Regions from separate parts of the Danio rerio genome. Here region 2 is linked to region 1. A link is a contact called in public Micro-C data. All regions are on one chromosome and are shown on one strand. The core of a region is the stretch at or near the end of the contact, and the rest is flanking DNA. Distances in the headings are between cores, read along the strand shown. Region 1 holds the start of ptger2b (prostaglandin E receptor 2b (subtype EP2)). Region 2 has its middle 17 kb from the start of si:dkey-63j12.4.

Region 1 (4,301 bases), core at 1,349-3,848:
GTGACCGGCGTGACCCACGGCGCATGCAACGCGCGTAGCTGTGCATTTATACTTCTGCGCGCTGTCTCTGTTGGTCTGCATTAACACTTCCGAAACACTAGTTGGCAGTGAGGTGTTAATGTTCCTCTGTGTCGAGTTTCTTCGCTGCTTTTTTGCTTTTCCTGAACACTTCCGGGATGGACAAGTTGCTCAAACTCGCTCATTTTGAGGCAGCAACCGATGGACGTGCAGCAACTTTAACTATGACGTAAACACAAAACAAAACTTTCCATCCGGAGCTCCTTCACAGGACTCCACACTTGTAAACAATCGCTACATTGGGTTCGCGCGGCTCTCGGTCCCGCCCAGACTCGTCAGCGATACCAAGCCGACCAATCACAAAGCTTGCGCTACGCGTTGTTGCGACGTGTAGTTACATATTTTGAGAGGTGCACGTCAGTGACGGCCACGGCGAAGGGCTATGCGTCAGCGCCGTAGCATACGCCGGTGTTTGACGCAGAAGTATAAATCAGCCTTAAAGGAGTCCCAATCCAGCCCATACTGTGGTGCTAACAGAGTCTGATCTCTTGTGTTCTTGTATACTTGAGGATTTTTAGTCTTTTAGATAATCATTATGATCTGTCATGCAAGAGATTCAGATCCTAAAATGTAAGAGGCACAGTATATTGCTTCTATAAAGATCCAGATTGTACTGCAAAATAATTATAGAAATTGAAAAGGTCTAAAATATTATTGATCAAATATGAAGTTCTAAGTTGTATTGTATTTTATCTTTATGATACTGCATTTATAATTTGCAATTAATGTTAATGTAATTTGTATTATTTTCTTGTAATTTTGTTTGTATTTTAATGTATTTATTTAAATCACATTTTGCAGATTTTAAATCAAATTTTCAGGGTTTTTTGTATGAATTATTTTTAAATGATTTCATTTGTATACAGTTTGCATTTGTTAGTTTTTATACTGTGTGTTTATCTCAATAAAATTGTGCATTTATTTAAAATATTATTTTAATTGTATTAACCAAAATATTTATCACTTTTTTTTATTTACTTTCTATGCTTATTTATCTTATTTACTCTCATGTGGACCAATGTGAGCTTGACTTTTTATCAGTATTATTTCTCTATTTGTAGTCTGAAAATAAAGTAGCACTATCTTTAGTGAACAGAGAATTAATTTTAATGTAAACTTATCATTCAATAAAAAAACTGAATTGTACATTCAATTAAAAAAACATTATATAAAAATAAATCATACCTACAAACTTTTAGTATTAAGGGCTAAATAATCTAAGTGTTTAATTTGGAGAGCGTTATCCCTGCTGAGAGGAAAACAGAAATCATCAAAGAGCTTAATATGGTTTCCACTACAGTTACACTTTACACTTTAATGGTTTCCATAATGGGTTTGGAGACATAATACATTAGGATGTATTAATTTTTAACATACTACCAATACAACGCAAAAAAAAAGTCAGTATAGAGACCCAAAGGGCCATTAATGTTTAAAACCAATAATAAATATAACTTCCATTACAACCAATACTACAATAGCAATCTATCTATCTATAAAGAGAGCATGAATGTAAAAGTCAAGTGAAAGTTCGAAAGAGACATGAGACAACTCTGCTTATAACTGTCTTACCACAAGAGGAAGAGAGCAAAAGACGAATGCTATTGTCATGAACCACAGCAGCACCAGATGTTCAACCTCCTTGGTCATGGAGCGGTGTCTCTTGTGTCCGCGCTGCCGCCGGACTGAGCTCCGGTGCGCCTTCAGCCTCCTATACATGCGCGAAATGTGATAAATGACGGACGCGTTGCACAAAACAGTACACACTATCATGAGCAGCAAACAAGACGCGTAGATGATATTAAACGCCTTGTGTTCGCTCGCAGACGGGTCCATATCAATGAAGCACCACGTTCCCGGACAGTACTGGACATACTTCCCGAACCCGAGGAAAGGTGTGACGCAGAAGAGCGCGCACAGCAGGTAAATGAGCGCGATGGTGATGTACCCGCACCGTTTACTCGAGTACTTCTCGTAAAAGAAAGGATGGCCAATGGAGAGCCAGCGCTCCACGGCCATGGACAGAAGAATGGCGAGGGTCACCACGCTGAAAAATGTCATCGCGTATGCAAAATGTCCGCAGGCCAGCCGATTTTCATTCATCCCGAGCAGAGACGCGTTCCTGAAGTACGCAGTTAAAACTAGAGGACTGAGGGAGAAAGTTCCCAGCAAATCCGTGATGACTAGAGATGAGACCAGGACGTGGAATAGAGATGCCGGTTGTTTCCTCCGCCGCATTTCCAAGAGGATTAAGGCGACCACATTCCCAAGGACACCGGTGGAAAACATGAACGCGGGTATTGTGGGAGATCCTCCAGAGACGCTGATCTGCTCGCGGCAACTGACGTTCTGTGACGCCATGAAAGTTACTTTATTGTCCAACCCTGGGTTAATTCTGCGCTGGTTGAAGAGATATATATGAGGGAAATTTCATGGTAGAGAAGATCCAAACTTATAGTGAAGGCGAGCTTTTACGCACAGCCCATGACTTTAAAACGAAAGTGAGGTGGGGTTTCAGTCGAGCGCGCTCTGATGTCAACAGCTAATGACTCACTCCAACTAACGCAGTTTGAGTCAAATGGATTCAAAACTCAAGCACTTAATTTAAAACGGTTTACTGAATGTCTTAGTAATGCGTTCTCAGCTTGTATGGTATCAAGCTAAATGAAAAATTAGCCCAAAAAATAGGCCTACATGAAAGTGAAATAAATGTTTTTATTATTAAAATGTTTTTGCAAATATATATATATATATATATATATATATATATATATATATATATATATATATATATATATATATATATATATATATATTTTTTTTTTTTTTTTTTTTTTTTTCTTTTTTTCTTAGTCTCTTTATTAGTCAGGGGTCGCCACAGTGGAATGAACTGCCAACTTATCCAGCATATGTTTTACACAGCAGATGCCCTTCCAGCTGCGAACCAACAATGTTTTTTTTTTTTTTTTTTTGCTAATATATATTATGGAAAATATACAATTTTAATATTTAACTATACATTTACCCAACATTTATAAACAGAACTTAAAATGTATGTATATACATGAATTATTTTAGCCAAATGAAGTTTATTACAGTTTTTCTCAAATGCTAAAACACAAAAGCTAATTATCTAAACCACAGTTGTCTAAACACATTTACCAAATCTAGCCATCATTTTGCAATATTATAAACACATTTCACATGAAGACACCATTCACAAAACACAATCCTCCGTTCTCATAAATCTAAACACATTTTTCCTTGCTAAAACACAAGTTGCAAAAGAACTCTGCTCATATAATCAAATGAAAGCTCATGTGATGCAAAATGCTTGACACAGTCAGCAATATTAGAACACAATGAACATACCTGGCATCATTCATTACACAGAACATCTCAAAATTGGAGACACTTGTTGCAAATGCTGTGACCACACGTATAAAAGCAAGGTGAGAGTGCACAGTTTGCTGAAGATTCCAAACAAACACAGTGGATGAAGGCAGAGTCAGGGGAAGAGGAATTCGAGTCAGGAGGGAGAAGAGCTGGCCATGAAAGAAAAGGAGCAGGTCAACAAGCAGGAGGAGTTCAAATTAGAGGAGGAAGAGCAGGAGGCCAAGAAGGGAGAAGGTCCAGGAGGGAGAGCAAGACAACCTTGCGCCATCATTACAGATGAGATGAAAGCAACAGTCATTAACCATGTCATTGTCCATGGCATGACAATGGCTGAAGCAGAACTAAGAGTCCATCCAAAGCTGTGTAGGTTCACCGAGCATGTTCACATTAGTGTACATGCAGTGATTTCTATAGATGTATACTCTAAATATGAAACTTACAAATCTAAATGTTTATTCCCCTGCAAAGATCGGTTTCTAAAAATATGAATTTGCAATATACAGTTATGAAACAAAGAACCTTCTCCCAAATTGAGCATTGTGTTTTCAATTGTTTTGCTGTAGTGTGTAATGATTTGTATAGTGTTTACATTTTTGAAAGCTTCTAGCTGCTCCTTTGGTTTGAAAGATTGAGTTTTGAAGTGAGAAGTTGTGGTTGTGTTTATGTAGCTTTAGAAAAGGATGTTGTGTTTAGACATTGGGGAACATGGAGAAAACGTTTGTGAAATGTGTTTTAGCATGTGAGAAAAACTGTAAAACCAGTTCGTCTATTTAAATTTTTGTTTACCATCTGCATGGCGTCAGGACGCCTCCCAGTGGAGAAGATTC
Region 2 (4,321 bases), core at 1,755-4,254, 54 kb before region 1:
AGGTTAAGACCTGACTGTCATCACATTTTTAAAATTTCAATGAAGAAAAAACTGAGCTGGTCTGGTTTGGCGATCCTAACCCTCTGCATTTATTAGGTTTTGGTGAGCTATCAACTTATCAAAAACCTGTTGTAAGAAACTTTGGGTTTCATTGTGATAGTGATCTTAAATTTAACAAACAAGTAAATTCAGTTGTTAAATCCAGTTTTGTCCATTTACAACTTGTGGCAAAAGTGAAGTCATTTCTCTTTTGTTTAATGACCTTGAGAAGGTGATCCATGCTTTTATTTTGGGAAGACTTGACTATTGCATTTCTCTATATGTGGGTATTAGTCAAAATGCCCTGAATAGATTGCAATTAGTACAAAATGTGGCTGCGAGACTTCTGACAGGGCCTTGCAAGTATGAGCATATATCCCCAGTTTTTTCGTCTCTGGGCTGGGTTCCTGTAAGGTCACGGATTGATTTTAAACTATTAATTTTCGTTTTTAAATCTGGCACTATTATTTTGATCTGGCACCACCGTACTTATCAGACCTCCTAAATGAATATAATTCTGGGTGGTCACTAAGGTCTTCTGATCAGTTTATTCTTTTGGTACCTAGGTCCCGGTGTAAGCAAAGTGGGGATTGGGCTTTTGCTGTCATCGCCCCAAAACTCTGGAATGGGCTTCCATCCCACATCAGACACGCTCCAACTCTACCTGTTTTTAAACAGCGTCTGAAACTCCATCTTTGTTCTTTCCCATTTGAGACTTTTTAATGTTGAGGGGTTTGCCTTATGTTTTAATTGTTATGTATGGGATAGGTTTTAACTTATTTAATATTGATTGTGTTTAGCACTTTGGGTAACATTGTGTTTAAAAAAAATGTCTAACTAACAAACTAAACTAACTAATTTGTAGCTCTATTCATTTGTATGATTCATTCATACAGTTTAGAACAATTTCCTATACTCCCACACTGTAAAATAAAAACTTTTTTTGTTCAGATAGTCTTGTTTCTAGTCCAAAGATCAAACAATTCTTAAATCAGGAAATATTTTCTAGACAAGCAACAAAAATATTGTCTTTTTTTGAGAAATAATGTGTCAACATTTTGTGTTTTTTTTTTTTTTTTTTTTTAAACAAGCAAAATCATTGGTGTCAATAGCCTATTGCAGGGGTGGCCAACCCTGTTCCTGAAGAGCCACCTTCCTGCAGATTTCAGTTGCAACCCATATCAAACACACCTGCCTGTAATTATCACGTGGTGTTTAGGTCCTAATTTATTGGTTCAGGTGTGTTTGATATGGGAAGCAACTGAAATCTGTAGGAAGGTGGCTCTCCAGGAATTGCTATGTCCAGGAACATATAGCACAGACGTGTTAATGTTGGCCCAAGTTCGATTCCTGGCTTGAGATCCTTTGCCAATCCTTCCCCTTTCTCTGCTCCCAATGCTTTCCTGGCTGAAATCTCTGACCTATCATAATAAAGATGAAAACCCCTAAAAAAAAAAAAAAAAAAAGCAAAATCATTTGCCAGTAAGCAAACCCTTAGGTTTCGAGTATGGTCCTAAAAAATCTCCATTTCGAGGGTATCTAGTCCTTCCCACTAGCCCTACGCCTTCAAGCTAAAGAGAATTGGGACATTATTAAGAATAAGGGCTGAGGGGTAGAATTGGGATTGGGCATAAATGTTAAAGTGGCTTGCCATTATTGCTTAAAGAGCCCCTATTTTGCATTAAAAATGTCATATTTTGGTTTTGGGGGTCTCCAACAACATGCTGATATGCTTGCAAGTTCAAAAAACACCTTCATTGTTTTATAATATGCATTTATTTTTATGTAAATATCCCAGCGAATCCCATATGAATCGTTCAGTGATTCATTTGTTCCCAAACCCCTTCTTAGCGCGAAGCTATTCTGTGCTGATTGGACCGATGACCCAGTCTATTGCGATTGGTCGACTGCATTCAGCAAGAGAAAGATAAAAAATCGGCAGTTTAGAAACGCATGTTTCACGAGATCAGTCTCGTGATTCCCCGCGCCTCTGCTAGTGTGTGGAGAAAAAGCGCGTGCATGTTTTACTGGAACTCAAAGTACATATTTGGTGATGTATTGACATTGATGCGATCAAATAAAAGATCCGAACCCAAGTCAGTTAGTTTATTTGATTCTAAGTCAACTAAAGAATCAATAGTTTTAAACATGCTGCACTCTTAGATTTAAACCTCAGCTGGATGTTTTCATTCACTTAGAGCTGTGTTACACACTGCATGGAAGCTCATTTTCAAAAACCCCTAATAGGGGCTCTTTAAAATTGCATCTAGTATGTCCTTCATATAAACGGCACTTGGGAAAATGTGTTGTCCTTTATTAATCACTGTTTATACTGAATGTAATGAAATCAATGTAAAGAATGTAAAGAAAAACCATTAAAAAAAAAACTCCCTGTAGTTATTCACATTTCAGCCAGGCAAAGTGTTTGTATTCCTTCCTATTTTTTTAATAAGAAGAAAAGTTCTTAGATCCATCTGTGATTGTGTCTGACTAAAGCTCCGTGGTTCCAGAGAGATCTGAAATCCCATTCTGGGGATTTGGTGTGTAAATTCAGTGGGCTAACATAAATGAAAAAAACAATTACAGCGGCATTATTTATTTGCAAGAATAAGACCACGGCCAAGAAGGAGACTTACAGTCTTTCATTTAATCTTCAGCTTGTTTGAAGAGAAAATATCAGTAAATCTCCACCTCTCGAACTTTTGCTCTCTCAGCAGTTCGGTTTAATGTGTCATTTTCATTGATATCAGATTAAACATTATCAGCAGCATTAAAGTTTTTGAAGTCTTCTTAGTTTAACAGGAAGTCTGACAGCATTCTTCTGTCCTCGTCAGATCCAGGAAATAAAGACAGTGGGAAACACTTGAATTCAGTTCAACACAACAAGTCCTGACACGGTTTCACATCCTCTCTCCTACTGATTTGTAATCAGTTAAAGTATGCAACTTTATATGCTTCCTAGTGGATTGTTTAGTTGGTTACAAGGACTAATTGCTAAGAGACGTATGACCTCATTGTTATTAATTATCTTGCTCATGCAAAGGAGCCTGGGAATCTTATAGAGCTGACACAGAGACGAGACATCTGGTCATTTTAAAGATAAGAGCTTGCTTCAAGAGAATGGACACATTTATTTATTTTTTGTATAACATTTAGCTGTGAATGATGAGATGGGTGAATGAAACAGCACATTTATTGAGTCAACGGTATCAGTTATTAAAATCCTGAGACAATCAACTTCAGAATGTAAATTTTAAATGAAATCTGAGAGCTCTCTGATGCTCAGTCTAAATAAAAAAAAAATAAATAAATAAAAACTTCAAGTGGTTCAACAATAATCATATGAAGCTTCAAGAACAATTTTGTACACCAACAAAAAAAGGTTCAAATGACTTTGTTCACTGTTGTCTTCCCTGTCAGAGTGTTTGTATAGACGATACATTGCTTTCAATACATTGACTCTAATAGTGTACCCTGACCTGACATGGGAGAAAATTCGTTTTACAAGAAGTGTAAAAAAGACGCTTAATCCATGAGGTGAGACTGGGTTCATCAGAATGAGACAAGAGTTTTACTTGATTTTTAAGAAATCTTTTATGATGAAATATGTAAATGGAAAATTACGGAGACCCGGAAGGGACGTGATGGTGGGGAAAAAATTGAGGTGGAAGAAAAAAAAAAACTGGGTGGGAGAAAAAAAAAAACGGAGTGATAGGAAAACATATTACCAAGGTTTTTGCGTTCCCCCGCAAAGATTTTGCGTTCTCTCGCGAAGATTTTTTTGTGTTCTCTTGCAAAGATATTTTGTATTCCCTCGCAAAGATTTTACTATTACTTCGTATTTTACCATTCTATCCCACTTTCTTTACATTAAAGCTGTGCGTCGATCTTCGCCTTTCATTTGCAACCTCTGAACCAGTGTATGCAAATATAAGCGCTGATTGACAGACGCGCTCCGTACAATAAACTAATCCCAGATCAGCTTTTGTATAAGCCATTTAAAGTGACACCTCTGTTATCAAACAAGTGAGCAGCAAATGAATCTCAAGTTTTGTTTTGTTTGATAACAGAGGTATCTCTAAAGAAATGCACAGATCTATAAAGCATTCCATTACTTTAGAAACTGTTTGTGCTCCTTTAAGAGAAAATTAGCTGTTTAAAATAAAACATGTTGGACGGACGTGTCTACAAATTATTCAGTGTATTTGTCTGTCTGTTTAAACATACCCGAATACAAAAGTGTCCTGCACTTTTGCTCCTCTTTAAATGGCGTGTACAGAAG

Evidence for each region. Hi-C and Micro-C count contacts between places; a contact is called where the count stands out from the background.
Region 2: a Micro-C map of caudal fin shows a contact between it and region 1, with 6 times the contacts expected there. The contact joins the enhancer-like site here to the promoter of ptger2b in region 1. A contact is called at or near these places in 1 of 18 Hi-C or Micro-C datasets (caudal fin) and 1 of 4 datasets of contacts at active chromatin or transcription factors (caudal fin).

The regions. Positions count from the first base shown.
Region 1 is chr20:9,849,343-9,853,643 of GRCz12tu, reverse strand. It overlaps ptger2b (prostaglandin E receptor 2b (subtype EP2)), which reads right to left and starts at 2,598. Exons shown (of 2, transcript NM_001030250.1): 1 at 1,651-2,598. The coding sequence starts at 2,439.
Region 2 is chr20:9,903,559-9,907,879 of GRCz12tu, reverse strand. No RefSeq gene overlaps it. Among named protein-coding and RNA genes, the nearest start is that of si:dkey-63j12.4, 17 kb to the left of the region's middle. Within about 2 kb of position 3,004, at least 6 of the 62 cell types and tissues checked have an H3K27ac peak or open chromatin away from gene starts, as enhancers often do. A contact at or near this core is called in caudal fin, where this site is marked.